Regions from separate parts of the Arachis hypogaea genome. Here region 1 is linked to region 2. The links are chromatin contacts, called in public Hi-C maps. All regions are on one chromosome and are shown on one strand. The core of a region is the stretch at or near the end of the contact, and the rest is flanking DNA. Distances in the headings are between cores, read along the strand shown. Region 1 holds the start of LOC112770676 (probable CCR4-associated factor 1 homolog 9). Region 2 has its middle 3.5 kb from the start of LOC112769476.

Evidence for each region. A called contact is a pair of places that touch in the nucleus more often than the background predicts.
Region 1: a Hi-C map of an unstated tissue shows a contact between it and region 2, with 6 times the contacts expected there. The contact joins the promoter of LOC112770676 here to the enhancer-like site in region 2. A contact is called at or near these places in 2 of 8 Hi-C or Micro-C datasets (leaf and an unstated tissue).

Annotation. Positions count from the first base shown.
Region 1 is chr18:6,678,184-6,684,784 of arahy.Tifrunner.gnm2.J5K5, forward strand. It overlaps LOC112770676 (probable CCR4-associated factor 1 homolog 9), which reads left to right and starts at 2,190. Exons shown (of 1, transcript XM_025815017.3): 1 at 2,190-3,891. The coding sequence starts at 2,949. The coding sequence ends at 3,806.
Region 2 is chr18:6,640,516-6,647,126 of arahy.Tifrunner.gnm2.J5K5, forward strand. No RefSeq gene overlaps it. Among protein-coding and RNA genes, the nearest start is that of LOC112769476, 3.5 kb to the right of the region's middle. Within about 2 kb of position 3,191, at least 2 of the 3 cell types and tissues checked have open chromatin away from gene starts, as enhancers often do.

The DNA.
Region 1 (6,601 bases), core at 940-3,439, 37 kb after region 2:
GACTCGTACAAAAACACTTTCATGGCAAATCATATATAACAAAATTTCAATTACTTGATAATTTAATTTCTCTTTAACTTATTTAATATCCAATTCCTTAGTCAATTAATTAAGAAAAAAAAGATTAAGCACGATTTCAATTTAAATCCGCACAATTTTCAAAATAATATTCCTAGCCAAGTTGAAAATTATGAGAAAGAGTTTCAAGTTAATTCCAATATTAAATTTTTTAAAGTAATAACAGAATCCAAAACAAAATTTAAATATTTTACAATACTTCTAATCATTAAAGATGAAGAACGAGACTCAATTTTAGAAAAAGTGTTACTGCATTAATAAAAAAAAAAAAATACTTACATTACCAATCTATAAAATTAATAGTGCTCCTACTACTTAACAAGAGAGGTTTAATTGCTCATGATAAAGAAAACAACCTTAAAATTAATGAGAAGCTGGATGGATATAGTTATCCTTCGATGTCTTCTTTGTGAACTATACATTCACTTATTTATATTTTACTTCTAACCTAGAATTCAAATTCAAAAACTAAATCTAATCTTATCTTTTTAAGAATAAGACAGATAAAAAAATAATTCAAATATAATCTAAAACTAAATTTTAACAAGCGAAAGAAGAAGTTAATGCTAACTAATCATTCAAATCTTGAATCTTTGAGTTGAATTGGAGCTTCCCGAGAAAAGATATTAGACTTGGCGCTGGACTTGGATGATTGGCGCCTAACTTGAATGCATTTGTGGGCCACTGAATGTGAAAAATCACTTGAAGCTGGGTTCCGGGAGTTGGCGCTGGGCGCCCATGTTGTGGCCTTCATTCGTTGGATGCCGGGTTTGAATAATGGAAGTAGGGAGCTAGCCCTTGAGCACCATCGAAGGTGCTGGGCTTGGAGGTTTGGGCGTCAGTTCCTGACGTTGGACTTGGATGCTTGAAGTTGGGCGCTGAACTTGATTGACTTACGCTGGACTTGAAATTCTTAAAAATACAATCATTCTAAAACAATTCCAAATACATGACTAGTCATAAAAACTTCACTAAAAACATAAGAATTTTGATTTAAACCTAAAAAAAACTATTAAAAAAACATATAAAAATCACTAAAAATATCCAAACATTAATAAGCAATTCCACATTTAAAATCTATTTTCTCTTTCATTCCATGAAATCCACTTTCTCCTTTTTCAATTTATTCTAATTATTTATTGCAGTTGCAAGTGGGAGAACCCAATTCTTATTTTGAATACTATTGCCTTAATTGAGACTAATTTTTCTTTTATTTTAAAAAAATACAATAATCTACTTTTGAAAAAAAAAAAAAACATAAGTATATTTTTTAATTTTTTATGTTTATTGAAAAATTTATTCCATATTTTATTTTATAAATCTAAAAAATGAAAAATACACCTATTTGTAAAATCAATTGATGTACTAATTTTATCTAATCAAAATTGTTTATTTAGATAATTATTTAAGTAATTCATTGACAAATATTTCTTTATAATATAGTAATATATGATTGAATGTTTGAATAATTTTTTTGACATTAGAAAAATTAAATTCCTTTAAAAGTAAAAAGTAGGCATTTATATTTATGTTAAATTATAGGTAGGGGTGTACATTAAAATACCAAAATGTAATTAACCGATTAAAAAATTATAACCATATTTTATTTAACTAATTTAACAAAACAATTTTAAAAATTATATTCTACATTTTTAAAAATTGATTAATCAAAACCAAATTTAAAAAAATTGATTTTTAATCAGTTAACCAAAACTAAAATAAAATTTTAAAAGATTTTAATTTCAATTTTAAGATTAAAAATTCAATTTTTAAAAAATGGTTTTTTTTAGAAAACCAATTTTTTAGTCCAAAAATTGATTTTTTGTCCAAAAACTGATTTTGTTTTTCCAAAAACTAATTTTTCTATTCAAAAATCAGTTATTTTTTAAAATTGGTTTTTATTTTTATAACTAGTTAAAAGTTAATTTTTAAATTTTATAACCAATTAATAAGTAATTTTATCATATAAAATTAATTTAATTAATTAATTAAAATTAAATTTTTAATTAACCAAAAAATAAATTAAATTTTTGAATTAACTAAACCATATATATTCCTAATTACATGTTAGAATAGACAACAGCGAAACTGATATGATATTGATAGGCAGTAGGTACATGTTGAATAATGAATATTAGTAACAAATAACAAAATTGCTTAATTTGTTGGAAAATAAATAGAAGGAAGGCGCAAGTCATTAAAGTTTCTGGTCAACTTACACTGAATGCGTAAGTGTTGACCAAAATAATGAAAACACAACAACAGTAGCACAATATGTTTCTTTTTTCTTTTTTGTTATAAAAGGAAGATGAGGACCCAAATATAGACCAAGTCTGAGCAACAATTCATTGACTGACTCAGCATCCGTATTAGATTAGTTTACACCCTTGGCGGTCAAAGTTTCTCTAATTCTCTTTCTCCTTCTCCTTCTTCTGGACGCGTTGAACGTAGACAACTTGACACTCCTCATACTTAAGTTACATAAAAATAAAAATTAGGATAATAATACACTTGCTTTTGTTTTGTATAAAACATTAACACCCACCACTAAAAAGAAGAAAGAAACAACCCCACTCCACGCACCGATTCACGCACAAATACACACCCACACACACTCACATGACACTAACCAATAACCACTCTCTCTCTCACATCACCACTCTCACGCATCACGTTTGAGTGTTTGACGTTTCCTCACTTTCCAAGCAACATCCTCGCTCCTCTATCCCACTTTTCTCATATAAAACCACACCTCTCACCCCCTCACCCTAAACCACAACCATAACACATTGACAACTTCCAATTTTTCAGCCCCAACCAAAAATAAAGATAAAGAAAAAAAGGAAAACGCAACCTTCTGATTAGAAAGCATGGGTGTGGCCATTGAAGATGAAACGAAACCCAAGCCCATCGTCATCCGTGAGGTGTGGGCCTCCAATTTGGAATCCGAATTTGAACTCATCAGAGAAGTCATCGATAACTACCCCTTCATTTCCATGGACACGGAGTTCCCCGGAGTAATCTTCCGTCCGCAGCCTACAGATCCGTCCAACCCTTACCTCGGGCGACGCCTCAGCCCCTCCGATCACTACCTCCTCCTCAAGTCCAACGTCGACGCACTCAACCTCATCCAAGTTGGACTCACTCTATCCGACGAGAACGGCAACCTACCGGATCTCGGCACCGGTAACCGCTATATCTGGGAGTTCAACTTCAGCGACTTTGATCTGGCGCGTGACGCACACGCCCCTGACTCGATCGAGCTGCTCCGCTGCCAGGGCATCGATTTCCGGCGCAACGCCGAAGACGGTGTGGAGTCAAGGCGGTTCGCGGAGCTGATGATGTCGTCGGGGATGGTGTGCAACGACGCCGTGAGCTGGGTAACGTTCCACAGCGCTTACGATTTCGGGTACTTGGTTAAGATCTTGACCCGAAGGGCGTTACCAAACGGGTTGGAAGAGTTCTTGCGGGTTCTGAGGGTTTTCTTCGGTGATAACGTTTACGATGTGAAACACATGATGAGGTACTGTAAGGCCCTCTATGGCGGTTTGGATCGGGTCGCCCGAACCTTGAATGTGGATCGGGCCGTCGGTAAGTGCCACCAGGCCGGCTCTGATAGCTTGCTGACGTGGCACGCGTTTCAGAGGATGCGTGATATTTATTTCGTCAATGATGGGCCCCAGAAGCACGCCGGCGTCTTGTTCGGCTTGGAAATGCCTTGTTCATAATTCAAACAAAATGAACATTGTTATTTATTTATTTATATATAAATAAAAAATATATTCCATTGATTGTTTTATTTGTTTCGTAAAATGATGTCTCCCTGTAAATTATTATATTGACAAATTAACTGGAATCTGAAAGGCGTTCATGATTACTATTATTCAATTGTTTTCTTCGTGACGAAGAGATATCAAAGGATTAGGAGACTAGAGATGCGGCGAATTTAGACAATCAAAGAAGCACTAATTGACAATTTAGGGATAAAGTTGATTATATACGCAAAATAATGCTATAAACAGCATATAATAGATAAAGCTAAGGGAATAGGAGTGTGTGTGGAAGATGATGTGACATGCAAGATTGTCTTTTAGCACTTAAAATCCGAGTGTGTAGTGTGCAGTGGATACAGTCCATACCACCCCTATAAAACTAGTTGCGACCTGAAAACTGTGGGCTTGCATATAAAGGTTTCTTCACTGTTTTCCAATCGAGATTCCTTCATTTATTTTTCCATTTTTTCCCTTACAAAATTATATATCAAATTCTGTTGGTTTAGAAACAAGTATTATTTGGTCGAGCATTAACTTGTTCGTGCCTATCAACATATTAACTTTGTTAAAAATGAAATTAGCATTATAAATTTATAATATATCTAAAACTAATTTTCATAACGCAATTGTGTTACTCTAACGAGGAGAAAGTAGAATGGTGGGGGCAGCTTGGCATATATATCCACAGCCACGCGTATTATTAAGCAATCATAATGTGCAAGAAGATTCTTTATGCGAAAGTTTCACGTGGATTAATTCGAAGGTCTCAATATTCAATGTATCATGTATGTTATCACTTTGACTTGGGATTATATAATTAGTAGCAACAGTATTGTTTTGTCAAAGTATGACCAACAAAGAGCTTGAATAATCAGCCGCCATCAAACCCTTTTGCATACAGGATCTGAAATAATCATAAAGTAGTCTACCATGACTTAAAACTCTTCTCTTCCCTTCGGATTTTTTTTTTTTTTGGACAGTTTAATCAAACTCTTCTAACCACTTACTGATAACGAGGTAGAGAATGCAGTCTGGCCTGGTTGCTTGGTTCACCATTCAAATTTTCAAGAAGAAAAAAAAATTACAATAAGAGAACTGGAAATATACTCCTAATTAAATAACAAGGGGATTTTTATTTATTTTAATCTGTTCCAAGTAAAAAATATAAAATACTGAAGCACCAACATGATTAGCTCAAATGAAACGTAATTAATTTTCATTAAATAAAGTGTTTAATTCAAGCCTTGTCTATGAACAAATTTTCTGTTGAAAGACTTAGTTCAATAGTTCCAGTTGAGAATGCCATTTTTTTTTTGTCACAGTTTTGGGCTGGACTACAACCCAATCTAGAGAACAGATCACTACAAGAAATAACCTAGCCTCGCAATAAACTCCTCAATAAGTGTTCTAGGCTTCTAGCTACTTCTTCAATTACTTCTTCACCAAACCTCCATGGTCACTGTACCTGCTTCCTCATCAATCAGTTGGTATCAATAAGTACCAAAGCATAGCTGAATTGGAAGCTGTGATACCAAGGAGAATGCTTTTTTAAAAAAATTAGAAGAAAAAAAAAGTATTGTTTGTATGATGATCCAGTAACCAGATCATAGTCCAAAAGGGTTGGTCCATCCTTAGTGGGCTTTAAAGTTGTCCAGATTCAAAGAAATCTAGTCCAAAAACTGTATGGTTTAAGATATCCGACTTACTTGGGGCAAGGGTGCCAGGACCCTGCACCTGACCCGACTTGCATGGCAAGAAAGATCTTACCATCCACTATTTTAGATACCATCAAACAACTCAACCACTATCTTACCGTGGGATAATTTTTTTAATATTAAAGAAAAAATGACCGACTATTGCTAGTGAAAAAATTTAGGAGTGATAACTGATAACTAAGTCATCACTTCTTTCGGTAAATACTCCACTAAATTTAAATATTTCTTAAGTTTGATTCACTTAAATTTATTTAAAATTCTTGCTAATTTAAGTATTAAAATTCCTTCAAGTATCCCACTATCATCCACTTGAGGATCTCAAATAGCTTCACCCCTCTAGTGAACAAGTTAGAGCCTTCACTCATAAAAGGAGTTTGAATCTCACCTTTAAGCCCATACTATCTAGATTTCAGGTATCCTCTCTGAACAGGTACGAAAGCAAGGTTAAACTATGATTGGTTCTGGTCCGATTGAAAAGTTCTCAACTTTTTTTTTTTCATGAAAAGTTCTCATTTGTTATCCCAAATTCAATAGGGAGAGCATGACTCAATTCTTTTTTGTTTTGGACAGGGGATTGAGTCCTTCGAAATAGGCGTATGTCTATATTGGGCTCGCATTTTGAAGACCCAAAAGAGTGGGTTGGATCTATTGAGAATTATTCAGCTCAAATAGAAATATTAGGTCCTATTTATAAACCAAGCCCCGTTCGGCCCGTGCGTTTTTGTGAAATTATCGGGATAGTCTTCTATTGATTTATTTATTTAACTTTTGATAGCTTTATTGATTACACCTAATTAAATTTCACCCGAGATTGAAAGTAGAAGTCCAAAATTACGAATGATTAGCAGATGCTTATTAAAAAGGTCAGTTCCAAAAACTCGAAAAGGACAAAGTCACAAAGCCAAATTGAATGTTATTATCACACGACCGCTTTTTGCATTGATTTGCACATGTTAACAGCCTCTTGAGTCAGGAATGTTACATACTTACACCAACATGGATATATATATATTTGGGGGGACCAACACATGCATG
Region 2 (6,611 bases), core at 1,941-4,440:
ACAATTCGTATCTTGTCAAACTCTCTAACTGAAGAATGGTCAAATTTCGCAATTTATGGATGATATTGGCCTCAAAACAAAATATCTATTATATTAATGCTTTGATTATTCCTGATTCCAGATGTATATCCCCCGGCCATGTTTTTGTATCATCGTTCACTATATATTATCATCATTCCATAAATACTAAGGAGACTTTTGGTCTATTCTCTCCACTTAACATGTACAATGCTTTAATTAATTAAGATCCGTGATGATGTATAAAAGACTATCGGCATTGTGGAAAAAATATATTGGTATTAATAGAATATCAGATGAATTTTGCTTTATTTATTTACTTACTTTTTCACAAAATGATATTTTAAGAAAAGTATATATATATATATATATATATATGAAAAATATAGGGTACTAATATATTATCTGCTAACTTATTATTAATAATAGTTAGTTATTATATTTTAAATACATATATAAAGAGATACATACAGAAAATATATTGATAAAGATACTTTTATTAAATACAGCCATAAAAAAGACATTTTTATTAGATACATCCACAAAGACATTTTCATTAAACACAGCTATATATGAGTTAGTAGAAGTTGGCAGAAATACTGTTGGTAACGTAACGGGATTATATATATATATATATATATATATATATATATATATATGGAGAGATAGATTTTATCAAAACAAAAGATATTAAATAAGTACTTATAGTAGTAGAAAGGGTTATAAGAAATAAATTAAAATGACGTTATAAATTTTTTCTGTTAATTTTGATCTAACAAAATTTAAAAAGTTTTTAATTTAGTTTTTATCATTAACTTGTTCAAATTTAAATGCATTAAATACTAATATGTTGTCACGTTATCCCATTGTAAACAAAGAAGAGACTTCTAGATCTTTCAAATTTTACTAGATTAGAACTAAGAAATATTATAAAAGTAACTGTTTGAAGTTTGAAGCTTATAATTAGATGAATAATAGCGTGTCAAAATGGGATAAAAAGAAGCATGTTTAGCAATTAATGAAAGGGGTAGCTGGCACACCATAAACTATCATCGTATCTACTGAATACATTGCATTGCGCGTGGTATAATGTTCTTGACATTTACCTTCCATTAAATCTTGTTTCCATATTTCTATGCCCCCATTATTCAATTCAACTATATAACAATCACCGTATGAATCAGAATCACTCACACAAAACCTTCTTCTATTCATATTGTCTTTCCGCAAGCAGGTAAACATCTCAATCAATCAATCAATCTATCTTTCTTTTCTTTGGATGATTGATTACTCATGTTTAATTTTCTTAAGCAGATGAAAGGGGACACAGCAAAGAGTGGTGCAGAGTTGGAACTGAATCTGAAGCTGATGTGTTTCCCAGCATCATCATCAACAACAACAACGGATGAATCATCATCATTGGAATCTTCGAATGCGTCATCAGAGATGTCGTGCGTGTCTTCTTCATCAGAAGAAGCAAAGCCAATGGTGCTGGTAGGTTGTCTTGGGTGCTTGATGTATGTTCTTCTTTCAGGTGCTGATCCCAACCCTAAGTGCCCCAACTGCAACAGTAGGGTCCTTCTTGATATCCTCAAGAACGAGAAGATCAACAACCCAATTCCATAGCTAGCTACCAACTTCAAAAATAAAGTTCATGCATGTATCTCTTTCAGATTATTTTATTTCTCATTTGTTACTGCTTGTTCATTAATAATAGTACCTAGATTATATTTATTTATATTATTTTCTTCCTTGTATCTTGTATTCAATTCTTGTGTATGATGAAGGGAATTGAAGATCAGGAGATTTGATTTATAATATAAACATGATTATATATGCTTTGTTTATTGATCAGAATCATGCGGACCCATCACCCAATTTTGTCTTTTGCATATACAACATGTTTTGTTTAAATTTCTTCCAAAATTTCCCTCAATATGTTTTACAAGGCCTTTTATCAGATCAAAGGAGTAGTTGTAGTGCCGTATGGTAAATTAAATAGAATAAGTATTGGGAGCCAATAGCCTAACCATATAATGTGTACAATGGAAGTTTAGGAAGTATTAGAGATATGACCATTAGTGTTATATTGTCCTGTCAAGTTACGCTTTTGGGATGAGTGGTTTTATGATATAGTATTAGAATTCTAGATACAAAAGGTCAAGAGTTCGATCCTTGGTGAATTCCAAAATCAGCTTAAGCTTTTGAGAAAAGTGGTTTTATGACATGAGATGTTTATTATTTTGTTAATTATTTACTTAATGTAGAAACTTAATGATGATATAATTTCAACTACTTATAACTTTCATTAAGTCCATATATGATATATGTGTACTAATTGCAAGTCTTTAACTGTTATTGTATTGTTATGAATTTCTTATATATCTCTCTCTATTATTTTGTTTTTGTTGATGATTGTTTATCTTCATCACTTTTTGGCATGGATATTGAATACCTGCAAACTAGTTTAAAAGATATAGTTTAGAATCAAGTTTTGAAAGGTTTGAAAAATCACTCTAGCTACCTCTCTTCCTTATTACTTACTGTTTTGTAAAGGTAGTTTTTGCCGTTACTAAATTTGTCCAATAACAAAGTATAATTCGATTTTATTAGAGCAATCATAAGTCATAAGTATCAATTATTTTAATTTAATAATGTCATCTTTTTTTTTTTAATAAATTTATGCAAACATACAATACAAAATATTATGTATAGAATAATATTATTAAAAATAGGAATAACTATATCATTTTCTTTTATTATATTTTTTAAGGATTAAAATTTTAATTATTTTCAAGTCTCTTAATAAAAAATTGTATGATCCAATTCCAATTATCTAATTGATTTTTATATGTGCTTCTTTTTCAAACTCATCTAACTAACTTAACTCCTGCTACTTAAAATTTGTTTCCTTTGTTTTTCTATGACATAGAAGCAGACTAATTAAGAAATAAAAAAAAAATTATTTATTTATTATGGTTTTTAATTTCATAAAGATGGTTGGCGGACGGCCAAGTTAATTGTTGGATGTTTCCTTTCACTTGAAAACAAAGAACGAAGTTGCATCACTAATAACTTCAGGTTTATGCATGCACACTATAATCATGTTGTTAATCCCCATTTAGTTATTTTATATATGCACTTTGCAATATATATACTTTAAAATATTACCACTACCTAAAGTTGAAGTTGACATTTTCTTCATAAGAAGAACAAACTGCACGTGCCCATATTGCAAATACTCCAGTTGAGTCTTCATAAGAATATTTAATTTGAGGTTGGTCGTTGAAACCATGCGTTGAATTAATTAATAAATAATACGAGTACTTTGCTGAGTCGGCAAATCTTTTTTTTTTAATCTCATAAATTAATAAAGCATATATCCTATCTCTAAAACAACACAAAATAATTACAATCACTGGGATTAATATATTCTCTTAGAATCTGTTATATAACTGTCGCATATTCTAGCTAAAACCTACCAGACTCAAATTTGTTATTACTAAATATTCTTAGGCTTGTGTTTTTTGTTGTCATAAGATTTATAAATAGTACAAATAAGTGAATAACTTAAATAATATTCAAAATTATATTTTCTAACTCCATTTTTCCAATAGTAATGAAAAAACAATTCATAGAATTGGGCTTGTTCTATATCATGATGAAGCCAAGTGGGGTACCCTTTACGTATATCATATGGATAGATATTTGACACAACATGATTCATTTCATGGTATCTAAATTTAGGCAAGGTTATCATGTGTGTTAAAAATGAATAATCAACCACTTGGTCGCCGCCTTTTCTATAATCCTATCATATTACTATTTTATAATAAGAGCAATTTCTGTAATACAATAATGGGATTGCTGGCACGCACGCGTAAATCGTGCTAGCCATTCTTCTTTTTCTAATACAAATCAGTGAAATCACTGCCACCGTGTAGGTAAACAATAAGTATTAATTACCTATTATTTTGCATCAGAATTTTGAATTTAATCCCACTATGTGTATATTAAAATTAATTATTAAAATAAAATATATTAAAATATAAAATATATATTAAAAAAATTAAATTATATATATATATTTAAATATAAATATATAATAATTTATTTTAATAATTAATTTTAGTGTAAAAATAATATTTTTAATAAATTATCAGACAAGAGTTTCATACATTCCCTTTATTATGGAGGCTAAGCAACATTCCAGTATAAAATAAAAACTACAATTAGCAACGTTAAATTGAATGCAAATTTACGGGGCATGCATGTATAGGATGACGTCTCAAGAAATTTCAAGAATATATGCGTGTACACATACAGATAAAATAAGAGCACCGTTAGGAGACAATAAAATATGTATACAATATATATAATGGGTTAATTTATTAGGCCCAATTAATATTAATAGAGGAAATTAACCCTAATATTATTATGGTTGTTTAATTTAACATACCACACCATTTCTTATATTTTCACTTTTTCCCCAAATTATCCAACCCTTTTGTTTCATCATTCCACCCCCACCCCCTCCCCCCAAACCCAAACCCTCCCAATCTTTGCACACTAACCGCGCAGAACCCAAACCCTCCCCCAATCTTTGCACACACCCAAATTCTTTTGCAACCGAGGAAGGTCACCTCTCAACGCAATAATCCTCATTGTTGGCATCAAGGACGGCGTTCTCTTGGTCCTGAACATCACGCCGTCTCTGCAACCGAGCCGCTGGGCACGACGCCGCCGACCAGGAACACAACGAAGGAGTCCTCACGGACGAACCGAGCAGCAACAGAGTTCTCCTCGCGTGGGCGCCTTCCTCTCCTATCAGCGGAGCAGCCGACCCGGAAAAAAACACCTGCCTGCTCGTCAACAGTTCACCGAAAACACAAAGAACATCATCTCTAGAAGAATCATAACCATCCAATGTAAGTGGCTTTTGTTGTTCATATTTGGATTGGTAATCGATGTTGCATGTTTGAATGTAAATATATTTTGTTGATTAAATCCCTGATGACCCATGGTGAAAAAGCCGTGGTTGCTGTTTATTATAGCAGAGACTGTGGAGTATGTAGTTAGTTTAGGTTCTTGATATGCTTGGTGATTTAATTTTGGCGCGAAAAAGGTCGAAAATATTTGGGATCGTGTTTATATAGCAGTTAAATTTAAATCTTTTTTGTCCCTTCCCGTGTGGACCATGTGCATGCAACGTGACGTAAACTGGCTGACCATTGTTGAAAATGGGTTGATATTTGTTGGATGGTTACTTTAATAGTATATTGGATGGTTATTCTTCAATTTTTTTCCAGTGTCGTCAGTTTCTAATTATTGCTGTTGCTATTGTCACTGCAGCCAAAGAGTTAGCTAAAATTGTTGTTATTAGTTTGTAATAAAGTTAAAATAATTTTTATAACAGACCTGGACCGTTAGATTTTTAAATCCAGACGACAAAATTGCATTTAGGACACTCTAACAAGGTATTATATGCTGTATAGATATAAGAAAAGGGTTGATGCACTTGAGGTGCAACATGTGTGGTATGCTGTTTTGTGCAAACTAAATGTAATTATGGGTTTATTTATTGTATTTTACATCAGTTTCCAATATTGCCATCGTTGTTGATAGATGATGTTAACGCAGGAAGTTTGGGATAATTTGTTTTGATAGACCGTGCATGATATGTGGTTGTTTTTGGTGTGTTTGTAATTGATGGCTGTGATCCTCCTCATGGGTTGTTAGTAACTTGTTTTGTACAATTTGGATGGTCGCTTTGATAGGGTATTGGATGGTTGGGTTGCTATTGTCACTGCAGCCAAATAATTAGCTGAAATTGTTGTTATTGGTTTGTAATAAAGTTAAAATAATTTTCATAACAGGCCTGATCCGTTAGATTTTTAAACCCGGACGACAAAATTGCATTTAGGACACTCTAACAAGATATTATATGCTGTATGGATATAAGGAAAGGATTGATGCACTTGAGGTGCAACTTGTGTGGTATGCTGTTTTGTACAAACTAAATGTGATTATGGGTTTATTTATTGTATTTTACATCAGTTTCTAATATTGGCATCGTTGTTGATAGATGATGTTAACACAGGAAGTTTGGGATAATTTGTTTTGATAGACCGTACATGATATGTGGTTGTTTTTGGTGTGTTTGTAATTGATGGCTGTGCTCCTCCTCATTGGTTGTTAGTAACTTCTTTTGTACAATTTGGATGGTCGCTTTGATAGGGTATTGGATGGTTGGATTACGTATTTGCTGCTATGTCTTCATGAGTCAGTTTTTTATCTCATTCATAGATGGTTACAAAAGGAAAATTGTGAGGTTTGATCTTTATATGAAACAGGCTATAATCTTTGTGGCCAATATTTTCTTATTTTTCTGGATACATAAGAATGTTATTGTTGTGCCATATAGCGTCCAATGATTAAGTTTACATCAATTGGAATTTAATATAATGCTATTATTTACGTTATTTGGCTGCAGTTTACCAGCTTCTTTTGTAAGACTTTACGACTCAGATTGCCGGCTGAATATTGCGTGTGTAAATTATCACGGTGCTCGACTAAACCAATCCCTAAACCGG